Linked DNA regions of Mus musculus: regions 1, 2, 4, 5, 6 and 7 are each linked to region 3. Evidence: chromatin contacts called from public ChIA-PET, Hi-C, HiChIP or PLAC-seq, Micro-C and promoter capture Hi-C data. All regions are on one chromosome and are shown on one strand. Each heading gives the region's core, a stretch centred on a gene start, on an enhancer-like site or on the middle of the called end of the contact. The rest is flanking DNA. Distances are from core to core; before and after follow the strand shown.

The links. Promoter capture Hi-C pulls out the DNA fragments that hold promoters and counts their contacts. A called contact is a pair of places that touch in the nucleus more often than the background predicts. ChIA-PET counts read pairs in DNA pulled down with a chosen protein or histone mark. HiChIP or PLAC-seq counts read pairs in DNA pulled down with a chosen protein or histone mark. Capture Hi-C pulls out chosen DNA fragments and counts their contacts.
Region 1: a contact with region 3 is called in a promoter capture Hi-C map of hippocampal neurons, with 2.5 times the contacts expected there. The contact joins the promoter of Nek9 here to the promoter of Abcd4 in region 3. A contact is called at or near these places in 6 of 39 promoter capture datasets (the 3T3-L1 cell line, cranial neural crest, frontonasal cranial neural crest and 3 more) and 1 of 9 other capture datasets (adipose tissue).
Region 2: a Hi-C map of uterus shows a contact between it and region 3, with 14 times the contacts expected there. The contact joins the promoter of Rbm25 here to the promoter of Abcd4 in region 3. A contact is called at or near these places in 2 of 484 Hi-C or Micro-C datasets (CD4 T cells and uterus) and 1 of 115 datasets of contacts at active chromatin or transcription factors (microglia).
Region 4: a Micro-C map of embryonic stem cells shows a contact between it and region 3, with 3 times the contacts expected there. The contact joins the promoter of Mlh3 here to the promoter of Abcd4 in region 3. A contact is called at or near these places in 1 of 39 promoter capture datasets (liver) and 1 of 484 Hi-C or Micro-C datasets (embryonic stem cells).
Region 5: a contact with region 3 is called in a promoter capture Hi-C map of adipose tissue. The contact joins the promoter of Acot6 here to the promoter of Abcd4 in region 3. A contact is called at or near these places in 1 of 115 datasets of contacts at active chromatin or transcription factors (bone marrow-derived macrophages) and 1 of 9 other capture datasets (adipose tissue).
Region 6: a FOXA1 HiChIP or PLAC-seq map of pancreatic cancer cells shows a contact between it and region 3. The contact joins the promoter of Acot2 here to the promoter of Abcd4 in region 3. A contact is called at or near these places in 1 of 484 Hi-C or Micro-C datasets (CD4 T cells) and 1 of 115 datasets of contacts at active chromatin or transcription factors (pancreatic cancer cells).
Region 7: a contact with region 3 is called in an RNA polymerase II ChIA-PET map of memory CD8 T cells, with 6 read pairs. The contact joins the promoter of Eif2b2 here to the promoter of Abcd4 in region 3. A contact is called at or near these places in 2 of 115 datasets of contacts at active chromatin or transcription factors (extraembryonic endoderm stem cells and memory CD8 T cells).

Annotation. Positions count from the first base shown.
Region 1 is chr12:85,337,680-85,341,002 of GRCm38.p6, reverse strand. It overlaps Nek9 (NIMA (never in mitosis gene a)-related expressed kinase 9), which reads left to right and starts at 1,641. Exons shown (of 22, transcript NM_145138.2): 1 at 1,641-2,000. The coding sequence starts at 1,782. It overlaps Tmed10 (transmembrane p24 trafficking protein 10), which reads left to right. Exons shown (of 5, transcript NM_026775.4): 5 at 1-389.
Region 2 is chr12:83,630,061-83,633,522 of GRCm38.p6, reverse strand. Rbm25 (RNA binding motif protein 25) reads right to left here and starts at 1,280. Exons shown (of 19, transcript NM_027349.4): 1 at 1,106-1,280.
Region 3 is chr12:84,616,043-84,619,770 of GRCm38.p6, reverse strand. It overlaps Abcd4 (ATP-binding cassette, sub-family D (ALD), member 4), which reads left to right and starts at 2,305. Exons shown (of 19, transcript NM_008992.2): 1 at 2,305-2,488. The coding sequence starts at 2,451.
Region 4 is chr12:85,268,253-85,272,015 of GRCm38.p6, reverse strand. Mlh3 (mutL homolog 3) reads left to right here and starts at 1,417. Exons shown (of 12, transcript NM_175337.2): 1 at 1,417-1,477; 2 at 2,542-3,763. The coding sequence starts at 2,606.
Region 5 is chr12:84,099,214-84,102,679 of GRCm38.p6, reverse strand. Acot6 (acyl-CoA thioesterase 6) reads right to left here and starts at 2,026. Exons shown (of 3, transcript NM_172580.1): 1 at 1,252-2,026. The coding sequence starts at 1,708.
Region 6 is chr12:83,986,147-83,989,725 of GRCm38.p6, reverse strand. It overlaps Acot2 (acyl-CoA thioesterase 2), which reads right to left and starts at 1,865. Exons shown (of 3, transcript NM_134188.3): 1 at 1,245-1,865. The coding sequence starts at 1,824.
Region 7 is chr12:85,218,090-85,221,564 of GRCm38.p6, reverse strand. It overlaps Eif2b2 (eukaryotic translation initiation factor 2B, subunit 2 beta), which reads right to left and starts at 2,084. Exons shown (of 8, transcript NM_145445.4): 1 at 1,841-2,084; 2 at 1,623-1,743; 3 at 1,320-1,468; 4 at 1-88. The coding sequence starts at 2,003.

The sequences.
Region 1 (3,323 bases), core at 392-2,891, 720 kb before region 3:
GTTTTTGTTTCCAAGAACAAGTATAAACTTAAGCTCTGTAGAACTGAAATTCTTTCAAGTCCTTTCGATCATTTTGATCATGCCCAAAACAACCAAACTGGACAACATGCTTTTCAGTTCAGTTGAAGAGCATTTGCCTTTGACAGTAGGCGTGCACAACAGCATATCCGCTTTATAAACAGGTATATTATCTGCTTCCCTCCGTTCCAGCATAGTCAAAATAACTGAGAATCATACAGTTTCAACAAACCTTGTTCCTTACCATTGTCATGAACCCCCATCAGAGCCATCTTCTGTTTGTTAATGGGAAGAGGCATGTGGGATTTATACAGGCTCACCTGTTGGAGATGTTTGTGTAAACTTTCACAAATAAAAGCTAGCAGAAACCATTTGAGGTGTATTTGTCTGTTAATCTTTAGTGCCCCTTTGTCTGGGTGAGCAAGGATTCCTCTATAATTGTTGTTTTTTAAAGCACAGGGAGTGAAAACAGATAAATTAAAGAAAAAAAAAGTCACTGATTTACTGCAGGGCACTTAAGCAAAAGGATGTTTTAATCATTATGCTAATGAAAGAAATCTTGAGCAGATTTCCTCAGAAGGCTAGAGCTTTGAGAGCCAGTAAGATGGCTCTGTGGATAAAGGTTTTGCCATGCAAATCAGGCAACTTGAATTCAATCGGCACACACACACACACACACACACACACACACACACACACACACACACAAAACAGAGCCCTAATCACCTACTCCTTTGCTTTAGTTTCCCACTGTCCACAGGAAACACCAAACTGTACAACATACAAAGTGTACTTCCTGCTTCTGCCCAACAAGTGTAATGGCGCCAGTCCCATAACCTTAGTTTCATCACGCCCTGCCCTTTCCTAATTCTGGGGCCAGACTGCAGGGTTTGCCTCTCAAGTTCCTCCTAACTAGCTGTATCACCTAAAACAATCCCCACCCCACCCCCAACAGACACATAAACATTGTTTTCATGGCGCTCTGAGGATCTGGGGCCATAATATCATTAAAAAAAAAAAAAAAAAGAAAAGAAAAGAAAAACAAAACCCTTTAGCATTGTCCCAACTTAGGCAACCCTGTGGTGGTCATAGTCCTGCAACTTTATAGACTTAATGAAGAAGGAAAAGGAGGAAAAGGAGGAAAAGGAGGAGGAGGAAGAGGAGGAGGAGGAGGAAGAGGAGGAGGAGGAGGAGAGGAGGAGGAGGAGGAAGGAAGAAGGAATTGTTAAAGTTGTCAGAAGTCTAATGTTTTAGCTTGCTCCATTATCTTTGCTACACTATCGCTACAAAAAAAAAAAAAAAAAAAAAAAAAAAAAGGAGCCCTGCCCAACAAGCCAAGTGACAGCTAACACAGTCACAGCTCCTGGGACAAACGTGTCGCCAGGATTAGCCTGGACCACCTCCAAAATGTGACGCAGTCTGGAAAGCTGGTAGGGGGTTGTAGGGAAGCGGTCTGCAAACCCGCCGTGTGGTCACTCTTCCGCTTCCACGACACTCGCGGGTGTGAAGGCCAGCGACGCCCAAGGTGTGCGGGACGCATCTGCAACAAGTGGGCACGCGAAAGGCGGAGGGAAAACCTCGGCGAGCCGGAAACACTAAGAACCGCTTCCGGGTCAGGGGGCAGGAGCCACCATGGAAGCTCCCTGGGCCGCGGGGCCACCTAAGCCGCTGCCTGGCGTCTGAGGCCATTGAGGCGCTAAGCGGCCGGCCCTGCCCGCCGTGGATACGCGGGCGGCTCCCGGCGAGCTGCGGCCTCCGCCGCCATGTCGGTGCTGGGCGAGTACGAGCGACACTGCGATTCCATCAACTCGGACTTCGGAAGCGAGTCCGGGGGTGGCGGGGACTCGGGCCCGGGCCCCAGCGCTGTCCCAGGGCCGCGAGCCGGCGGCGGGGCGGCGGAGCAGGAGGAGCTGCACTACATCCCCATCCGCGTTCTGGGCCGCGGTGCCTTTGGGGAGGCCACGCTGTACCGCCGCACCGAGGTAGCGGCCCTCGGCTCCGGCCGCTGCCGGGCCTCCCCGCGCCCTCCTTCCCGGCCCCGCTTTCCAGTGCTGCTTGCCCCTGGCCCTCTATGGTCAGGCGTCCCTTGGGGTTTAGGTCTCGGGAACCCCACCGTGCTTTCGCTTCCCCTGCTGTAGGACATTGGTTTAATCACCGCTGTCACTGAGCGAGTCATTGAGCGGTCTTTTGCATTTTAGTTTTCCCATTTGTTAATTGGACTTAGCGATAACAACCTCGCCCCCCCCCCCAAAAAAAAAACCTTTACTTTTTTAAAGGTTATTTTGAGGTCCAAACGAAGGTGCTTTGCACATTGGGAACAATATAAAAAGCTTACTTGCTCTTTGGGAACAGTCTGTAAAAGCTTACTTCCTTTCGTATAGCTGTTGAAGGGCGGGATGGGGAGTTGGTGTGTACTTCCAAATAGCCACACTGGCAGCTACAACACACTGCTAGCCCTGTAGGCTTTGTTTTCTTGTTTTTGTTTTTGTTTTTTTCATAAATGATCACTCGGAGGATTTCCTTGATCACCAGAAAGATCATTGTTTGTTTGTTTGTTTTCTTGCTTTTCCTTCAGTGATTGTATAAGACAAATACTTTATTGGTGGAGTTGAGTCTGGAGAAACAAGGACCCCTTTCTTTGAGAACCCAAGGAAGCTAAGTCATTTTTCCCACCTTCTTGCATAAGGTCACAATGGAGAGACCCATGAGTTACTGAATCCAAAATTAAGAATGTGTACTGATTTAAAACCCTGTAGTGAGTCTACCTCCAAAAGTTAACCATAACTTGAGTCTAATCACCACAGCCTTAAAACTCTAGCTTTAGGGTAAACATTTAATGAGAACTTGCTGAGGTTGCAAAAGGTGATTCATGCACTTGCAATTCTAGTGTCTGCTCCCAGCCAGAACTTTTTGTGCTGGGGATAAAACGGGCTTTGCCAGTGCTCAGAAGGCATTCCACTACTGAGCCATACCTCCAGCGTCCAGCATATATCTATGAAAGATGGAAGAAAAGTAGTTGCAAGAAAATATCTTTGTGTTCTTTTCTATTCCAGTAACCAACCCATTAGTGGACATTATCATCTGTAGTCGCCTATGTTCTTATTTGTGCCGATTATTTTCTAGCATTTAAGTCAGTATAGTTAAGTGGCTCACTTTCTCACCGTTGAGCAGTGAGTACCAGTTTCCTATCTCTGTCTTATATGTCATGTTCAACTTGGTTACTAGCTTTGAGTTAATTTTATCACACTTCTCAGAACTGTATGACGCTATCTCTGTCACATGGTATTTATAAGATATGAACTTAC
Region 2 (3,462 bases), core at 31-2,530, 990 kb after region 3:
CCTTTCTTAAATCTATATACAGGCTTACAAGAATCAATATCATACAGCGACCCTCTTACTTGTGGGGAAAAAAAACAAGAGATTTTTAAACTGAAGAGAAACTGAAATTGAGGGTGCTCACAGACAACACACAAAAAAACTGTTTATACAATACTGCCTCTACCTGATTCACCTTATTTCACTAAAGCACTATGATACAAGAGAAGCCCAATCTTTTCCCTCCTTTTGGTCGGCTTTACTCTGACCTGTATCAAAATGGCATTTCCACGTCAATATAAATCCATTATTACATAACTTCAAGATAACCTTCATACTCTTATTTCGAAAACTGTATTTAAAAATCAATACTGAAAACAAAAGGAGGGCAGCATATTTTAATATGAAGAAGGCTGGTGCCGCCTAGAATGAATGGAGAGATCCTTTACAGCATCCCTCCCAATCGGAAAGGGGATCAGACGGTGAAACTCATCACTAGCTCCAACAAGCAGGAAAGGTGCTTTAAAACCAAAAAAGTGGCCACTCGATAAACTCAAGGAGGGGTGGGGCCCGTTCTTTTGGCGGCTGGCACTAGACTACCAGACAGAAAAGAAATCCGTTGGTGGCCCGCACCTCGCTCCAAGAGTGGGCGCAGGCTACTTTCAAGGCGCAGCCTGGAGGCACTTGAGTCCTCGGCCCCGGAAACCTACTGAGAGGTGGCTCTGGAGGCCCCGAGGAGACAAGGGCCTCCGGGCCGACCGATCCTAGCCCTGGCTAAGACAGGAGCCCCGTCAGGGCCCGAGGCGATTCGCTCCCAAACTGAAACGGAAGCCAATAGACAAAGTGGGCGACAAAAAATAAAATAAAATTCCCGGAGGACCGCTCCGGCCGTGGGCCCGGCCTCCCCGGGCTCCTGGTTCACTGGTTTTTCCGAGGCCTTGGAGGGGAAGAGAAGCCCGAGCCGCGTGCCCGTCCCCTCCCCCACCCCGCCCCGTCTCCCCACCCCCCCCCACCCCCCACCCCGCTGGGCCTCCACAGCGGCCCTGGCTTCTCCGCCGCCGCCTCCTCCTCCCGCAGCTGAGGTAGCAGGTCGAGCGGTTTCCTCACGCGTTCGGAAGCGTGGACTCACCCGCCGCTAAGAAAACGGTACTGTCTTCGCGGCCTCTGGGCGTCAGGTGATGGAGTGGGGCTCCACCGGTTCGAGGTGTCTGCGCGCCGCCCGACTCTAGAGACTGGTTCCGAAGCGCCTACTCGCCTAGGCCGCAAAACACAGCCGCGCTGCGCGGGGAGCTCCTGGAGGGCTTCCTCTTGCCCGGCGTGCACTGCGCCAGGAGGCGTGGAAAGGGATAACCATAGAGAAGGTGATGCCTAGATAGTCTCCGCCGTCGCCTCTGACTCATTAAGTACAGAGGGATGACCATAGAGTGGGATTGTCTAGTGGGACCTAGAGAGGCTCGAGCTGTAAATTACCACCCACCCTGCCATTTTTGATTGGAGCCGATTGAATCTTATGACTGTGCGACGCCATCTTGAGGTCAAGGTTCCGGCTGGTTACTCGCGCGGGGCTTGTTACAGGTTTTCTCACATTTTTTGGTAGTTCGTTTTCCAGGAATTAGAACCTTGGTCTCCTGATTCTTGGAGGTTCGATGACCTGATACCTGGGCGGGACCGAGAACCTCAATAGAAAGCCCAGATGTCATTTGTTCTTCGCAAAGTACTGCTCACACCAAGAAATAACTGGCAACGGCTATATTGGGTTTTTTGGACTTTTTGTGCGTACACACACTATATCTTAGGCGAGGTAACAGGGTCAAAGAGGTAACTAGATGCTTGGTATCTTCAGAAACCTGTAAGAATATTTAATGCAACTTTCCGCAGTGTGCGAATGACTAAAAATACTAAAACAGTGAAAATGAATACTCACAAATTACTGGGTTATCCAAATTATGGAATTTATAAGCAGTATCTGCTGCTTTTGTTTCCTGTTACTCAGAAGGATTTTATAATTCGTTTACAAGGAGCTTGTCTCTCTGAAGGTGGAGAGTGAGATTTATTCCTGTCCTGGGAGAGCTGGAGTCCTGGGATAACAAATAGCAAACCTTGGTTGGTTAGTGTATTAGTCAGGGTTCTCTAGAGTCACAGAACTTATGGATAATTTCTAAATAGTAAAGGAATTTATTGATGACTTACAGTCGGCAGCCCAATTCCCAACAATGGTTCAGTCGCAGCTGTGAATGGAAGTCCAAGGATCTAGCAGTTACTCAGTCTCACGCAGCAAGCAGGCGAAGGAGCAAGAGCAAGAGCTAGAGCTAGACTCCCTTCTTCCAATGTCCTTATATTGTCTCCAGCAAAAGGTGTAGCCCAGATTAAAGGTGTGTTCCACCACACCTTTAATCCCAGATGAAAGGCATAGCCCAGATTAAAGGTGTGTTCCTTAACTCGGAGATTCAATCTTCTGGAATCCATAGCCACTATGGCTCAAGATCTTCAAACCAAGATCCAGATAAGGATCTCCAAGCCTCCAGATAAGGGTCACTGGTGAGCCTTCCAATTCCGAATTGTAGTTCATTCCAAATATTGTCAAGTTGACAACCAGGAATAGCCACTACAATCCACCCCTTGTCAACTTGACACAAATAATATCTCATGTTCACATGAAACAATAACAAGGTTGTAAATACGCCTAACATGATATAACTATCCCTCGTACAATCGCAAACGCATTAGTAAATTTACAATGGGCATTCATATTACTTTATAATCCTCGTTTCTGCAACTGGTTACGTGGCCTTAATTGGTATTTATAACTACCTTCCTCTACTACCCATTCTGTATTTCCTTCACCTTCAGCCAGCACCTCAGCAGGTCTTGGCTCTTTTCCTGGAGGATTGACCCATACCTTCATTCCTGATGGGTCTGCGTCCTTTGTCATCCTGCTTGGATTAGGCTGTTGTAGTTTCCCATTGACTTTAATCACAGGACATGGTAGTACTAAGAGACGCCCTAAGGGATCTCCTGCACTCCAGACATAATCTTGCTTACCACCATTGTGAAGAGGTAATCCAATTTCCCCATGGTAATCTGGATCTATCACCCCTCCTAACACTGTTATTCCTTTTTTAGCCTGTTGGTTTAAGGGCATTAGAAGCCCAAAATGACCAGGGGGAAGTCTGAGCTTCCAGTTCAATGAAATGTTTGTTGTAGCTCCTGGTAGGAGCACTCCCCTCTCTGGAGCCAAAACTTCTAGGCCAGCAGAACCTAGAGTTATGGGGACAGGAAGCAAAAATTTTCCTAGAGGGTCACTAGGAGTGATAGTAAGTGGAACTATTCCTTTTTCCACCCCTTGATTCCTGGACCCATGAATCCTGGCTATGGGTGAAACTGTACCATATATCGAGCGCTGATTCAAAGCATATACTGCCTTCTGAAGAACTCTGCCCCAGCCTTCCAAGCTGTTACCACCTAATTGGCGCTGTAACTGCGTCT
Region 3 (3,728 bases), core at 1,056-3,555:
CAAAGAAGCCCTCAATACCCCTGAAACTGGAGTTATAGAGACAGTGATGAGCTTTCTTTAAGGTACTGGGTACCAAACCTAGGCCTCTGGAAGCCAATGTTCCTAACTGTTGAGCCATCTCTCCATCATGCTTTAAGTGATGTTTAATTTTCGATGTTTGTGTCTTGATGTATCTGGCTGGTGTTTGTTTGCTTGCTTGCTTAAAAATCAAATCTTAGAAAATCGTACCCTGAAGTATTAAGCTCTTCCCCCTGCAGAAATCTCGGTTACCATCCTCTCAGAGTTTTTTCTGGACCTTCTGTTTCTGTGTCCTAAGTTGGCTGTCCCTCTCTATCATTCCGAAACATTGTTTTCCATTCTGGGGAGCAGAGTGAGGGTAGAATTTTGGTCCTTCCTTCTGCTAAGGGATATTTGACAGCATGGTTTTATTGGCTGGGTTAAGGACAGCTGCTCTGCTGGCATCTTCCAGCTGCTCAGTCCTGAGACATTGCTCAGTCTCCTACAACTCACCCTACAAAGGCCAGGCCCAACAGGCGCAACAGTCATTAGTGTTGAAGTTGGGGAAGCCTATTTGCTTTGTTTGTTTGGTATCTTTGTCATGGACACGAAGCTTTGTAAAGATAACTGAGCTTGCCACTAAGCAAGTCTAAAAGGCTCTGAAAACAACTGGTAATTGTTACTTTGTTGACTTGTTGAGTGTTTGTTCCAGAGTTGACCTTAAGGATCAAGAGCTAGGAAGATACATTTAGATGCAAATGTGAAATGCCATTATTGTTTCCTTGAATCTCTCATTGGGCACTTTAGTCAGTCTATAAGCATTTCATACATTTCTCGTTTAAGGATCGCAGCACTTGGAGGCAGAGGCAGGTGGATCTCTGAGATCCTGGCTAGCCTGGTGTAGAGAGCGAGTTTCAGGACAGCCAGGGCTACACAGTGGAACACTGTTTCGGGAAGAAAAAACAAAAACAAAAACAGAATAAACCAAAAGAACCAAAACAGCTGCAATCTAAACCAAACCAAACCAGAAACCCACTATAAATCAGTAGTGTTGAAAACTGCAAATGTAAAGTGAGGATCCTCTACCCTTTTTTTTTTTTTTTCCCCTTGAGGCAGGTCTCCTGTTGTCCAGGCTAATCATGAACTCAGCGCTTTCTATGTATCTGAGGCATATCTGGAACTCTTGATCCTCCTGCTCTACTGCCTCAGGTCCAGAATTACAGGGTTGAGCTGCCATATATGTCTGGAAAACTGATTTATATGTTTATTTCTGTAGTGCTGGGGCCTTATGTATGACACGCAAGTCGTTTACCACTAAGTCACATCTACCCGACTTAAATGATCATGCTGGGGCTGGTGAGATGGCTCAGTGGGTAAGAGTACCCGACTGCTTTTCCAAAGGTCCAGAGTTCAAATCCCAGCAACCACATGGTGGCTCACAACCATCCGTAACTAGATCTGACGCCCTCTTCTGGTGTGTCTGAAGACAGCTACAGTGTACTTACATATAATAAATACATCTTTAAAAAAAAAAAAAGTCACGCTGGCCAGGCATGATGGCGCATGCCTTTAATCCCAGCACTTGGGAGACAGAGGCAGGCGGATTTCTGAGTTCGAGGCCAGCCTGGTCTACAAAGTGAGTTCCAGGACAGCCAAGGCTACACAGAGAAACCCCGTTTCGAAAAACAAACAAAAAACAAACAAACAAAATCACGCTGGGGAGAGATGGGACGTCCTGGAGAGATGGCTCTGTGGTTACAAGCACTGGCTGCTCTTTCAGAAGCCCTGGGTCTGTAACTAGAGTTCCAGGGACTCCAATGCCCTCTTCTGGACTCTGCAGGCACCAGGCACTCACGTGGTACTCATACATGCAGGCAAAACATTCCTATACATAAAATACATTTTCAAGAAAATCTTGTAAATCGTGCTGGGACCAGGGAGCCAGCTCACCCGATGAAGGCTTTTCTCGCCAATCCTGACAACCTGAGTTGGCTCCTCGGGAGCCCTCATGATGGAAGGAGAAAATTGACTCCTCAAAGTTGTTCTCTGACACTTACGCCCTGGTTCACAGTTCGCGTGAACACACACATAGCTCACTAAATAAATATGTATTTTTTAAATTAATTAATTTTTTAAAAAACAGATCACGCTGTCTTCTCTGGGAGAAAGTTACACTCGGAACTACCAGTTGGCAAAAGAAACCTCCCAGCCCCACAGGGGACGCTCTGGCCACCCGGCCAGCTCTATAACCTCTTGCTACTCTCTTGTTCTTCAGGAAAGGCTGCGCTTCCGGGAACGGCCACAGCGCCGGAGCCGTCTTCTCTATCTAGCGCGTCTCTGTGGTCGCCAGAGTCCCACCCCTTTCCTCCTAGGGCGGGGCCCCGAGCTCTGAGGACTCTGCCCGGGGAGGACACCGGGCTTGCTCGGTCGCCTCGTCGCTTGCATCCCGGGTCATGGCGGTCCCGGGACCCACGGCCCGAGCTGGTGCCAGGTGAGCAGGGCTAGTGAGGACGGCCGGGTTGTCAGGGACGCACTGCCTGGGCAGTGGGGAAGGGGCTGCTCCCCTGCGGGTCCTTCCTTGCAACTTTCCTTCAGTTTGGGCTATTTGGAACCCTGGCTGCACAGAATGGAGTTGACGCTGCCTCACTCTAGGTACTGCGGACCCCCCTCTTTTGGCATCTTCCTCCCTTAGTTTTCGTTCTCAATTCCGATCTGCTCTTGGCACACCCTCCTTTGCATTAATTTTTTTCAGACCCTCTTACTTAAATTATCCTGTTACCTTAAAATATATGTTGACTTTGGATTCATGAATCATGTTGTGATTTTTTAAAAGAGAGAAGTTTTTAAACTGAGCATTGGGTTTTTTAGGTCATCCATGCTATATGACTTTTCACTCCTGAATGGTGCTCAGCGTCACCCTGGATAGATTCTATTTCCCTAGTAAAGGATGCCTGGATTACTTCCAGTATTTCAAGCACCACAAAGTACACCGTAATGAATATCCTGGCAATTGTCTCTTGATAGATAGATACTGATGGTTTCTCTTTAAGTTATCCACCTCAGGATAGAATGCTGAGCCATACTTAATTCTATAATGTTTTGGGGTGGTCGCGTCCAATTTATAGTTCCTGACAGCAATATATAAAGGTTCTAGTGTCCCTTATAACCATCCCCATATTTGGTATTGTTTAGTTTATTTTTCCTAATATGTATCTAAATGATGTATGTAAGATGGTATTTTTTAAAGGTTTATTTATTTATAATATGTAAGTACACTGTAGCTGTCTTCAGACACCTCAGAAAAGGGCAGATATCATTACCGAATGGTTATGAGCCACCATGTGGTTGCTGGGATTTGAACTCAGGACCTTCAGAAGAACAGTCAGTGCTCTTAACTGCTGAGTCATCCCTCCAGCCCTGTAAGATGGTATCCTATTGTAATAACTTTATTTTTATTTTATTGGGGGGGGGCGCATGCACATGCACGTGTGATATGTGTGCCATGACACAGGAATGGAGATCAGGGAACAGGTTTTGGAGTTGGTTTTTTCCGCAGTGGGATCTGGGGCTGGAATTCAGATCTTGGCGACAAACACTTGGACCTTTTGCTGGCTGAGCCATCTTGTCAACTACACTGTGCTAACTTAGTACATTTATTAGGCTCGTGGATTGTCCCTTTCATAGACTGCCTGCTTATATCCTCTCCTCACTTTCCTATGAAATATCCTGAT
Region 4 (3,763 bases), core at 168-2,667, 650 kb before region 3:
TATGCACCACAGACCACGTGAAGACAGACAGCCACACCCAAGAAGGAATCCTGGCCTAAACTCCAGCTTGTCCTAGAACTGGAAAGAAAAGAAAACAAACAAAAACCCCGGCTACTTAAGCCACCCAGCCTGTGGCCTTTTGTCATGAAGCCCTGGCAAACTGAACAATAATCAGAAGTTTGCTTCATTGGCTCCACAAGTCTGATTTGGTTTGGTTAGTAATTAAATATATACTCATTTAAAACTTTGTCCTAAGTTCCTTTAAAGGGAGGAGGGATGTCCTCCCTGTGGAGATGGCTCAGCAGTTAAGAGCACTGGCAACTTTTCCAGAAGTCCTGAGTTCAACTCCCAACACCCACATGGTGGTTCACACAGTCTATGGCTCTAAGACCAAGGGATCCGATGCCCTCTTCTGGTGTGCAGAAGTACAAGCAGACAAAACCCCATACACATGAAATACATAAATCTTTTTTAAAAAGTTTCTGGGAGGAGGTTTGGATGAAACAGAAGACAAAAACTGAGGATTGCCTAATAATTCTCAAAATATTCTCACTGTGCTCTTGCAGGAAAAAGCCGTGGTGGTATGGGGGTGGGGAGAGAGAGAGAGGGAGGAAGAGAGGAAGGAAGGGAAGGAGGGACCCTGATGTCCTGATTTGCAAATCAAGAGAGTTGGGCTGGGCAGACGTGGAGGTGGGGTGGGGAGTGGGAGCACACCTTTAATCCCAGCGTTTGGGAGGCAGAGGCAGAAGGATTTCCGTGAGTTTATAGGCCAGCCTGGTCTATAAAGCGAGTTCCGGGGCTGTTACACAGAGAAATCATGTTTTGAAAGAAAAACAAAAACAAAATATGAGAGAAAGAGAGAGAGGCTTCTCAGCCCTTTCCAGCTTCGTAAAGCTTTAATTTTCAAGAATGCTCTTGCCAGGCAGTGGTGGCGCACGCCTTTAATCCCTGGATTTGGGAGGCAGAGGCAGGCAGATTTCTGAGTTCAAGGCCAACCTAGTCTACAGAGTGAGTTCCAGGACAGCCAAGGCTATACAGAGAAACCCTATCTCGAAAAACAAACAAACAAAAAAAGGAATGCTCTGCATTCATTCCCTGAATATCTACTTGCCACCAGGACACAGCAGTAAACAAAAAACCAAACTACTTTCACATAGTTTACAATCTAGCGAACAAAGACTAAGGAAACAAGAAAGATATATGTGGAACTACATATTAGAACATGCAAAGGAGACGAGAAGGGGAGCAAAGTAAAATTTAGTAGAAACAGCCTTTCACCCCATTCCGAAAGAGAATAAGACAAAAGAACTAATTGGAACCCGCCAGGTGAAGGGACGCGCAGCTTGGCCACCTTAGCGCCTGCGCACTGAGACGTCGTGCAGACGCCGTCTGGCGGTGTCTCGGAAGCGCATGCTCGGGAGCGCGCGCTCGGCGTTGGAGGTGGTTGGTCGGTGAGAGTTGATGGAGGAGATTCGAGGTGAAGGGGGAAAGCACGTGATGAAATGTGGTCCAGAGAGCTTGTCTAACTGGACAGGAGCAATGGTGACTGCCGCGGGCCTGTCTGGCGGGGCCCCGGCTCCCCCGGAGGTGCGGGGTGGGTGGATTGCGCAGGCGCGGCCCGGCCTGCACGGGATGCCCGACTTTCCAGACCCTAGAACTGCTCATTACACATTCACCCCGTTTGCCAACGGTGGCTAAATGCTGTCGTAGCCCCGGTTTTTCCAGGCTTTAAAAACAAAACAAAAGAGCCTGTCACCTGCCTCACTGTTGTCACTTAAGAATGAGACCTTTAACTACCTAGAGTCTTAGGGTTTGTATAAGAAAACCTGGAATCAGGGTCCGACCACCCCATACACTCACTTTTTATTGCCAAGCTATGTTCTGGGGATATAAAAGACCGAGAGTATCAATATAAAAGAATATCAGTAATAAGGGCCTTTCTGCAAGCTATCAAGCTACACAGGAGCAGGACTTAAATATCAAAGGAGTTTTACCTCCCCCACCCCCACCTCTTCCTGAGAAAGTAATGGCTTACTGTGTCTCCTTGATAGATTTGACTTTGACTTAGTCCCATTGTTTTTTTTACCTTCTTACTTACAGTGTCTTAGAACATCAAAGGATTTTCTAAAAGCCGTGGTTATTGTGTAAAGTATAAATGTTATGAAACTAGCTTGGACTTTTTTCATGAATAATTTCTAGCTAATGTTTCTTAGCTGCGTTTAATTTAGGCATCTGTTTTTAGTGAAGTGCTTAGAAATTTGAATAGTGTCTTTACGGATCAGCATCTAGCGTAATTATAATTTCACTCTAGGGCATTCATTTTAGGAACAGCGAAAATTAATGAAATTATGAATGCTTTGGAATTGAAGCTTGTTATACCAGTGCATGAGTTTTGTGTGCTGTCTAGAAACTAGAAGTATACTTCCCTTTCGCGTTTTGGTTTAATACTCTAACTGTAGTTCTTTGTAATAGTCGAGAGAAATGGGTGATGTGATATAACTGAGGTTTGCTAGAGTATGTGTTGTGTTTTGTTTCCTGTAGGTGATTATTTTCCAGTCAGAGAAGGAAGCCAGTGTCTGCCACTCCCTCCACATGTGTCCCTGCCATGATCAGGTGTCTATCAGATGACGTAAAAACCAAGTTGCGTTCCGGTTTAGCCATAAGCTCCTTGGGCCAGTGTGTTGAAGAACTTACCCTTAACAGTATTGATGCTGAAGCAACATGTGTGGCCATCAGAGTGAATATGGAAACCTTCCAAGTTCAAGTGATAGACAATGGACTTGGGATGGCGGGGGACGATGTAGAGAAGGTGGGAAACCGGTATTTTACTAGTAAATGCCACTCAGTGCGGGACTTGGAGAACCCAGCATTTTATGGCTTCCGAGGAGAGGCCTTGGCAAGTATAGCCGACATGGCTGGTGCTGTGGAGATTTCATCCAAGAAAAACACAACACTGAAAACCTTTGTGAAAATGTTTCAGAATGGAAAAGCCCTTGCCACCCATGAGGCTGATTTGACCAGACCAAGTGTGGGGACTACAGTAACGGTCTATAACCTGTTTTACCAGTTTCCTGTGCGGAGGAAAAGCATGGATCCTAGACTAGAGTTTGAGAAAGTTCGGCAGAGGGTAGAAGCTCTCTCACTTATGCACCCCTCCATTTCTTTCTCTTTGAGGAACGATGTATCTGGATCCATGGTTCTTCAGCTCCCTAAAACCAAAGACATATGCTCTCGATTCTGTCAAATTTACGGATTGGGCAAGTCCCAAAAGTTAAGAGAAATACGTTTTAAATACAAGGAATTTGAGTTCAGTGGCTACATCAGCTCTGAAGCACACTACAATAAGAATATGCAGTTTTTGTTTGTGAACAGAAGACTAGTTTTAAGAACAAAGTTGCATAAACTTATTGACTTTTTATTAAGAAAAGAAAGCATTATATGCAGGCCAAAGAATGGCTCTGCCAGTAGGCAAATGAATTCAAGTCCTCGACACCGTTCTGCCTCAGAACTCCACGGGATATATGTAATCAATGTGCAGTGCCCTTTCTGTGAGTATGATGTCTGCATAGAGCCAGCCAAAACTCTGATTGAGTTTCAGAGCTGGGATACCGTGTTGATTTGTATTCAGGAAGGAGTAAAAAGGTTTTTAAAGCAAGAAAAATTATTTGTAGAATTATCAGGTGAAGATATTAAGGAATTTAATGAAGATAATGGTTTTAGTTTGTTTGGCACGACTCTTCAGACACATGTGTCTACTCATGAG
Region 5 (3,466 bases), core at 777-3,276, 520 kb after region 3:
GCTGCAAAATACACTCAGATTCAAACGGCCTGTGTTTGCTTCTGTTTGTCTCCGCCAAATCCTTACCCACCTAGCTTTGAGGACCCTCAATTCCGGAGACCCCCATACCCGACTGGGGTGGTCTGTGGCAAGTGCTTGTGCTTGAATGTCCTGGTGTGTGTGTGTGTGTGTGTGTGTGTGTGTGTGTGTGTGTGTGTGTGTGTGTCTGTATAAAGGCCAAAGGTCAATACTGGATGTCTTCCTCAACAGTTCTTCATGTTATTTTTGAAAACTGGAGCTCACTGGCAGGCTGAACTGGCGGTTAACAAAGCCCGGGAATCCTGTTTGGGCTTCGAGGCCTCACAGCATTTTACAGGCATTGCCTCTGGTGCCCAGCTTTTTACCTGGGTATTGGGGACTTGAACTCAGTCAGATCTTCATGGTTGCCAAGCAAGCAATTTACCGACTGAGCTGTCTCCCAGCACAATGTATCCATTTGGAACAGAATCATTTTGATCTGGGGCTGTTCAGTATTTGGTGGGAAGGGTAGAAAGTTAGCAGGATCGCTGGCCTATACTAGCTAAATGGAAACAGCACCCCCTCCCCCAATACACACCTTCCACCGCCACCAAAACGTTTCTCTATGTAGTCCTGGCAGTCCTGTTACTTGCTCTGTAGACCAGGCTGGCCTTGAACTCAGAGATCAGCCTACTGTCTCCCCAGTACTAAAGGTGTATGTCACCACCGCTGGGCTCCAGTCTTCATTTTTGACAAGCACAAAACTCTGCAGATATTGCCAAATGTCCTCATGAAGGGGCAAGGATAACTCTAGGTTGAAAACCACCACCAGCATGTTTATGGTAGGGAAAGGTTTTGTAGTAAACATTTTTGTGCGCTTTAATGGTTAGGGAACATTGTCTTCATTTGTGGGTTAAAGGCTCTTTGAAAGTTTGATGTGAAAGGAGGCAAAAGTCACTCTTACTACAGGCATAAGTTATCAGTACTCCCTCCCTCGTGTGGCTGGCATTTAGTGGATTTCAAGTTGCACTCCCTCTTCAGCATATAGTTGAGGAATTCATGGTGTCTTAAAGGGAAGGAAACTTGGTAGAAAATTTACTCTTAAAGAAGATTGAGAGAATTTGGAGAGTGGGGACAAGGTTACTAAAGTTACAGTTATGTGACAGACCCTACATGGAGTCTATTCAGGACCAAAAAATAGACTAGGCTGTGAGCTTAGGAACCGGGTGGGTAGGTGGGTGGAGAGCTGCTCACCTGGGGGCAGGAAGAGCGTGGCGCGCACCCGGCCCTCGCGCACGGGCACGCGCCGCACCCCGGGAGCCATGAAGTGACGCTCGTGCACCGCCCGCGCCAGCCGCTGCCCGCCATCCGGCTCGTGTCCGTCCAGCACCTCCAGCTCCACCACGAAGGGTATCTGCACATCGCGCTTGATCAGGCGCCAGAAAGGCCGATCGGGCTCCATGGCCCAGAGCAGCCCCATGGGCTCGAGCCCCGAGAAGCTGCCGCCCAGCGCGGGCGTGCGCGCCAGGTCCAGCTCGCCGTGGGAGTCCGCGCGGTAGCGCGCGTGGGCTCGGAAGAGCATGCCCTTCTCGTCGCGCAGGACAGAGCGCAGCGTGACGGGCTGCTCGGGGGCCAGGCCGCGCACGGCGATGCTCAGCGGTTCGTCCCAGCAGCTGCGGCCCGCGGGCTCCACGCTCAGTGTCGCCGCCATTAGGAGCTGGAGGCCTCGGGGAGCGCCACGCGAGTCCGGAGCGGAGCCTGGCCTGCTGTGGAGCCGACCTGGTGCGTCTCTGGGAGTTCCCGACCCCTGGCTCCCGTGCCTCAGACAAGACAGGAACAGAAAACCGGCTGACTCTATACAGGAAAGATGTGTGAAGTCAAAGTAGCAGCGGAGCTCTGCCAGGACAGAGGATTCTGCTCACGTGGTGTTGAGGATAGGCGGTGACACTAGATGAATAAGATCGAGGCAAAGTCTGGCCCTTTGCGTGGATTCAGTAGTAGCTTTCTATAAAAACAAACAACTTTAAAATACTGTATTACTTTTATTTTAGGCCTTTTTTTTTTTCTACTTTAGGGAAATATGAAAGGCTAGATACTTTATAAAGAACAGAGATTTATGTCTTACAGTTTTGAAGTCCGGGAAGTCTACGTTGGAGGGGCCCATATTCAATCTCCTGTCATACAGTAGTGGAAAGCTAACAGCACTCAAATTGGGTGTAATGACTCAGACACAGGAGGATCATTGTGTTAGGCTGACACTCCCCGTCCCCCATCCCCCCCACCCCCCTGCAGAATAGTTGTAGCCATTCTGTTCTATGCCTGCCAGCTATTTCATATTATTGCTGTAACATGCCTGCCAGTCACTGACACAGAGAAGTGACTTGGCTCAAGGACATGTGACCACATACCCTGTTTTGTTCTGTATTTTCTGAATGAGATTTGCTACTCTTAAGAAATTACATGGGGCTGGAGAGATGGCTCAGTGGTTAAGAACTGACTGTTCTTCCAGAGGTCCTGAGTTCAATTCCCAGCAACCACATGGTGGCTCACAACCATCTCTAATGAGATTCAAGGCCCTCTTCTGGTGTGTCTGAGGATAGTGACAGTGAACTCACATACATAAAATAAATAAATAAATAAATATTTTTTTAAAAAAAAGAAATTTCAGAAAGCTTTATGTAGGACCCATTAAATCAAAGGTCAATATGAACTGTTATGTTTAAAATAACCACCAGGTAGCCCTTCCTGCGCCTATGAAATGAGGTCACTCTGGTTTTCATAACTGACACTGAAGAATGCTACTAATAAGCCCCAAAGTTGTGACTATAATACGCATGCTGTTATCTCAGTACTCTGAAATTCCCCTGTTCACCACCCATCCACCACCTACCCTACCTTACTCAGCACCAATCAGCTTAAAGGTTAGCTGATAATACTTTGTCTAGTAAACCAACTGCTCCCCTCCTTGCCCTTTGAACTTTTGAACCTGGTTTTTCCTATAAAAAGTCTACTGTGAGAGCAGACTGGACTGCAGTTAAGTTCCCAACAAGTCCCTTTTGCAGTACTGGATGCCCAGTATTAAGGTGTGCGTTCAATAAGCTACTCTTGCTTAACTGAGGTCACTGTTAGTTTGGTTTGAGTGGCAATTCCTGAACCCCAATAATTGTAATTCAAAGCAAGCCTGGGTTGCATAGCAAGATCCTGTTTTAAACAAACACACACAGATGGAACAAAGCACACAAGAAAAAAGGCCACACTCATCCTTCAAAGAGAGAACTAGAGATGACCCACCCCTGCTGTAACTCACTCCATTCACCAACATGGAGTTAAAGTTTCTACCTAGTCTTACAGGGGCAGTGGATATGGAGTTTCTATCACCCGATGCCGGGTGATAGTGGTGCATGCCTTTAATTTCAATACTCGGGAGGCAGTGGCAGCTGGAGCTCTGAAGCAGCTGGGTCTCTGAGTT
Region 6 (3,579 bases), core at 616-3,115, 630 kb after region 3:
GCCCTAAACATTTTTTTCCCATTCGTATAAAGAGGCTTGTCAGGGCTAGAGAGATGGCTCAGCGGTTAAGAGCACTGACTGTTCTTTTTCCAGAGGCCCTGGGTTCAGTTCCCAGCAACCACATGGTGGCTCACAACCATGTGATGGGATCTGATGCCCTCTTCTGGTGCATCTGAAGACAGCTACAGTGGACTTATATAAATAAAATAAGTAAGTCTTTGAAAAAAGAGGCTTGTCTTCCACATGACCAATTTAAACAAGAACAGAGCAAACACTGGGCCAGCACCTGCTCACGAACAGATGCATACTAAGATAGAAGGGGCCCTTGAAAATTCCTTCTTCATCATGCCCATGGGTGTGTGTGTACCTCTCTTTAACCACTTTTAGTTGTCATTTAAATATTTTGTTGATTTTGCTTACTTAGCCATTTTTGTTGTTGTTATTTTGAGGCAAGACCATCTAATATACCGGTATAACCCAGTAAGGCTCTGTAGCCAACAATGAACGAGAGCTTCTGGTTCTCCCACCTCGACCTGTGGGTGCTGGGATTGCAGTGCTGTGCCTTCTTGCCAGGTTTACCCTGTGCTGGGGATAGCACCCAGTACTACTCCAAGCAAGCACTCTACCAACGGAGCCACACCCTCTAGCCCAAGTGTATGAAGCTTGTCTCAATGTCAGAATACTAATGGCTTCTCCTGAGAGTTCTTTCCCCCATCACTGCCTGAGAGTTCTGTTGATTCTCCTGCCTCCTTTGCTGGAACCTCCATATGCAGCTAAAAACCAAGAAAAATTAAAAATATTGGAAACTTCGTAGAAGAGTGCTTGCCAAGTTTGAGTTCCCACACTGCCACAAGAAAAGACAGAAGACATTCTAAAAGAACATTAGGGGATGTGGGTGTAACACTGCGGACTTTATTATTAGGAGCCTCTCCCCTTGTCTTATGATGCCCTTTTAATTTAGCAGCGGAATTGAAGGACCAGCTTCAGGCAAACAGCATCACTATAACAGGCTTCTTCCGGTCCAGTCCAGTCCAGTCCAGTCCTATCTCCTTCCCACCAAGTCCTAGATCATTTGGAGCTACCCTTTTCTTCACTTCTGAGTTCGAGGCCAGCCTGGTCTAGAGTGAGTTCCAGGACAGCCAGGGCTATACAAGAAACCCTGTCTCAAAAAAAACCAAAAGCAAACAAACAAACAAACACCCACAGGGAACTTTGAGCAAAGGGAAATGTGGAGGGCTGCTCACCTGGGGGCAGGAAGAGCGTGGCGCGCACCCGGCCCTCTCGTACGGGCACGCGCCGCACCCCGGGAGCCAAGAAGTGACGCTCGTGCACCGCCTGCGCCAGCCGCTGCCCGCCATCGGGCTCGTGTCCGTCCAGCACCTCCAGCTCCACCAAGAAGGGCGTCTGCACGTCGCGCTTGATCAGGCGCCAGAGAGGCCGTTCGGGCTCCATGGCCCAGAGCAGCCCCATGGGCTCGAGCCCCGAGAAGCTGCCGCCCAGCGCGGGCGCGCGCGCCAGGTTCAGCTCGCCGCCAGCGTCGGCGCGGTAGCGCGCGTGGGCTCGGAAGAGCGCGCCCTTCTCGTCGCGCAAGGCAGAGCGCAGCGTGACGGGCTGCTCGGGGGCCAGGCCGCGCACGGCGATGCTCAGCGGCTCGTCCCAGCAGCTGCGGCCCTCGGGCTCTACGCTCAGCGTCGCATTTGTCCGCGCCCAAGTGGTCCGGCCACCAGTGCTGAGCGGCGGAGGTACAAACAGCCGCGCCCAGCTCTTCCAATCCTGTTGGCACAACCTGCTTGCTCTCAGGACAGCGAAAGACGAGGCCACCATTTTGCGTCGTTGACTTCAGCCCTCGGTTCCGCAGAGAAAGTTAAGAGATCCTCTAGTGGCCAGCTGCCTGCCTGCAGTCCTTAGACTGAGCTGTGTGCTTGCTGAGCTGGGAGGATCACAGAGCAAAGCAAGCAACAAAAGCAAAAGTAGTAGTGACGCTTTGACTAAGGCGTCTGTGCGTTAAGACTCCGTTATATCCGGAACCTAGCACTGTTTTTCAGGTGCTCTTTACCCCATGAAAAGTGGGCTGGACCAGGGCTCGCTCTTAAAAGCCTCTCACCCAATGAAACCTCCAGTCGCCAAATTCCTAAGGTTGCAGAGTCAAGAATGTGAGATTGCAATTGAGTTTCATCACGTCCTAGAGTAATAGACACTCGTTACTAATCTTAGGACTGTTCTTTCAAAAACGTGCATCATGATATTTTGTTTGTGTGCTGTTTGCGCGTGCTTAGTCTACACATTAATGTCCATGTCCAATGGCCTTAATGTCTCATGGGCTGTGTGACCCTTTACCTACATTCCACACTCGTGTAAAAATAGTCAAATGATGTCATAGTTTACATTGAGCTCGTCTTTTGACCCTCTAGGCAAACACTTTTTCCTACTCATCCCGGATTTTACACATTTCCCAAGTGTTATATAAGCTATTGCTTCCAATCAGTGATTTTTTTTTCTTCCAAGGCCTTAAACCTTACAAGGATTATTGCACATCTTTATTATTACAGAAACCTGAGACTATATAAGTTGTATTTGTCTCTGTTCCTAAGAAGACAACTGTGTTAGATTTTGTTTACTTGACCCAAACTAGAAACACCTTGGAATAGGCAGGGATCCTCACTTGGGGCAATGCCTGTATCATATTGGCCTATGTGTCACTGATGGTTTGTGTGGGAGGACCTAGCCCACTGCGGGAGGTTCCACGCTGGGCAGGTCAGCTAGATTTTATTAGAAAGCTGGGGGTGGGGATGGGGCCTGGAGAATTAGCTCAGAGGTTAAAAGTACAGGCTGTTCTTCCGAAGGACTTGAACTCATTTCCCTCAGCCATAAGGGAGCTCACAGCATTCTGCAAGTTCAACTCTAGGGATCAGAGACATACAAACGGTGTGTGTGTGTGTGTGTGTGTGTGTGTGTGTGTAGGGAAACAAGTCATTGCTCCCCTGTGGTTCACGCCCCCTGCTTGAGTTGCTGTTTGACTTTCCTCAGGAAATGAATGCCAAATACACCTTTTCCTCCGCTAGCTGTTTTTGGTCGGAGTTTTATCACACTTATAGAAAAAGCAGGCTAGGGTATCTACCTTGAAGATCTTGCCCAGGCAAAACTTTTCACCGAGTTTCAAATGACCTCGCACCGCACTGGTCATGGAACTTGGAAATAACTGTTTTTGTATTGCTACTATGGATTCTTCAACCTTATTTTGTGCATCCAGTCCCAGGAACCAAAAAAAGTAAATAATAATAATAGCTTATTTTTAATCCTAATAAGAACCCTATTTGGTGAACAATTAGAACCAGAGAGCCTGATTTGCTAAGGCACACACAGCTAGGCAACTGGAAATGCTGGATTCTACACCTTAGGGCACCATTCCCTGCCTATAAGGACCTTTAAATTCTTTAAGTGCCTCTCATGCAATGATGTCCTATATTGAGAAGAGAATTTAGAAAATGCACTCAAATACCTCCCCTCCACACCCAGCAATCTGTTAAAAAAAAGAAAAAAAAAAAAAAGACTATCATTCTGGTCTAAGACTACCTGTTA
Region 7 (3,475 bases), core at 835-3,334, 600 kb before region 3:
ACTGTCCTAGAGTAGCCAATGGTCATGATCACCTCGTTGGAGTGGATGTGCTCCAGAGCCTGGGCGGCAATGTTCTCCATTGTGCCTTCTGCAAGAACAGGTTTGCAAGGGGACGTGAAAATGGCATGCTAACCCCAGACAGGCAGGGCAAAGGCTCACAGGGGAAGCTGCCCTTAGACACTGCCAGCCTGGCATCACAGGCTTAGCAGGCTCAGAGTGCAACAGTCCAAGCTCTTAAAAGCATCACTCTGGGGTCCTGGGCCTGCACTCCTCAGCCAATCTGGGAAATCCTGAAGTGCTAACCAAAAACAGATCTTCCCCTGATAGAACTATTCATCCAAAAGGTGGCCACAACACCTCCATGGGCAGTGGGCATACCAAAGAAATACAGAAACCCCACAGCAGCTTGAGAGTGGCTGTCTGGAGTACAGGTGGCACCTAGTTTGTTTGTAAATTGTCTAACTTATTTTCAGTGCATGAATGTCTTGCCTGCATGTATATCTGTTTGCCTCATGTGTGCCTGGTCCCTGTGGAGGTAAGAGGAGGACATCGGGTCCTCTGGAACAGGACTTACAGGTGGCTATGAGCCACAGTGTAGATGCTGGGAACTAAACCTGGGGACTTTACAAGAGCAGCTTAATCGCTGAGCCGTCCATCTCTCCATCCCCAGTACCCAGTGTTAAATCTCTGAAGAACAGACTGTAACAAAAATCTGCAAGTGAGGATGGAGGCGGTATGTATATAAATACCTCAAAGGGGTGGGCATGATGGCTTAGTGGGTAAATGTGCTTGATGGGCAAACCTGGAAACCTGCCCTCCATCCCTGGAACCCACATAAAGGGGGATGCGCAAATTCTACAAAGTTGCCCTGTGACCCACACACACACACACACATACACACACCACTAATAGTAAACATTTTTTGAAGTCAAGATGAAGTTTAGTGAAAAAGAAACTTCCAAATGCGGCTTTGGGGAACTCGTTTTCTGTTTTTTGCAGCACTGGGAATGAAACCCAGAGCCTCAAGTAAGGCACTCTTCCACTGAGCTACATCCCCAGCAAGTTCATTTGCTATAAAATAAAATAAAATAAAATAACTTCCCCTAAAAGAAATCTCTCGCTTAATATACTGTTAAAGAGCAGGTCTGTCTTGAAAGATGCAGTTACTATAAGCTTGGTGTTTTCCATCCACTCCTACCAAATGGGTGTTCAAACCAGAAGACTGGTGATCTCGCCTATCCCTGTCAATGCACAATTTCTAGGGGACTGTTTCACTTGCCTGCGACCTAACTTGTCCACTTAGTGATCAGATCTCTTACCCAGTTCCACCAGCAGCTCATTAATCGCCTCAATGATGTTGGCCTTAAGTGGGGCAAAATGGAAGCTGAAATCCTCGCTCAGGCCTCCGGATGTCAAGAGTTTGTGCAGGGACTCCTGCTGATCGCTCTCGTCACTGCGCCCGTGCAGTCTATGGAGGCAACAAGACCCAAAGAGTGATCACTGGGGCAACGGGAGCAGCTCAGCCACAACAGAGGCTTCAAGCTGATAGGTGGCACGGTTTAACAACCAAAAGCCAGCACCCCTTGGTCCCACCAGGAGCCCACCCAAGCTGTGAGTTTGACCTGCCATACTCCTCCCGGATGATCTTGAGGACTCTCCGCACCATATTTCCCACGGTGGTCTCGGAGGGCTGCGCAGCCGTCATCCTCCTGCCCTCTCTGCGGATCAAATCCATAAGGTCCCCTGAAACCCAAGAGAGACCGAGTGAACGGGGCAGGCGCGCGGTGAAAGTGAATATCAGCTTCAGGAATAGAACAAGAACGAGGATGAGTTGCCGCACCCGCGTTGTTCCAGTGGTGGTCCGTGATAAGCCGGCGCAGCAGCCCCAGGGTCTCCCGAGCCATGTCCTCCGAGCTGCGCTGCCCGCCACCTCGCTTCAGAGTCTCCACGAAGCCTTCGATCCTCTCGGACAACTCCGAGCCCTTCGCCGCGGCACCCGGCATTTCCAACACCGTCCCGGGACTCACTTACAGAAGCCTCAATTGCCAAAGCACTGTTTCACTTCCGGGCCGAGAGAGGTCAACTTCCGCTCGGTGAAACATAATTGAGTTCGTGGAGTTGTAAGCCCGCCCCTCCCTCTGCTGAGGCCAATCAGAAACGTGTTAGGGCGGAGCTGGGCGCACCGCCGGGAAGTGACGGCTGGAAGGGTCCCCTTGGGAGTCTGCGCGCCGAGCCGGGAGGCCCGGAGGACGCTGGCCAGTCTGGTTGCTATGGGAACAGCGAGCGGCTCTCCCGCCCTGCGACCAGCAGAAGTGGCTTTCCTCCTTCCTGGCTCCATCGCTGCCTGATGCTTGGCAGACGCCTCCATGAGTGCGAGTCCAGGGCTCGAGACGCCCAGAAAAGTGCTGCTGCAACGCGGGTTGAACATGTTCACCTTTTCCAATGGGTTCCATTCCCCACCGACTTTATCTTTCTTTTCCCCGCTCGGTGCAAGGAATTGAACGTAGGATCTCACAGGTGCTAGGCAAGTGGTACCACCATTCCTATTCCTAGCTCTTACGTTGTTGTTTGCTTTTTTATATCCTCGGCCTCGAAAGCCCTAAGGAATGTCACTAATGAAAGAGATTCAAAGTAGAAGCTAGCCGGGCTGTGGTGGCGCACGCCTTTGATCCCAGCACTTGGGAGGCAGAGGCAGGTGGATTTCTAAGTTTGAGGCCAGACTGGTCTACGAAGTTAGTTCCAGGACAGCCAGGGCTATTCAGAGAAACCCTGTCTCGAAATAACAAACAAACAAAGTAGAAGCTAATAGGACACCAAGAATGCTGTCCTGCAATTTGGAGGCCGGCGAGTACATGCAATGTAATAAGTCCTTCCATTGACCCGACACTTACTAGGTATTGAGTGCTGTAAGTTCTTACTGTCATACAGCTACATGAGGTAGGTTCTCCTCCCCCGGCTTTACAAACTGAGAAAGAGATTCACGGTATTGAAGCAGTTAGGGAGGTAAAAAGGCTGTGCTTATCCTGGGTCCCCTGAACCCAAACGGAATTAGAATCTCTTATTTATTTAAGATAAACGTCTTGGGCTGGCGAGATGGCTCAGCCATTAAAGGCTAGGCTCACAACCAAAAATATAAGATAAATGTCTCAAAAGTGAATCTTCCAGACTTTTAAGACTTTCCTTACAGCTGATAAATTGTCTTCAGAGGGATTAGATCGGTATCAAAATCATATAAAGATAGTACAGGAAAACTGTACCTGTCATTAGCAAAACAAAAAGAAAAACCTAATAAATTACTAGAAAAATAGAATGCAGCAGTACATTAAAAAGTAAATATTTGCAATCTCTAAATAGCATATTGTTTAATTTGCTGGGGTCTGGCTCACCTGTATCTTTGCTTTCAGGGCCGACTCTACTGTGTTGCCCAGGCAACGTGCAGGGCCAGCTCTCCCAAGTGCTACAGCCAGTGGGGCAG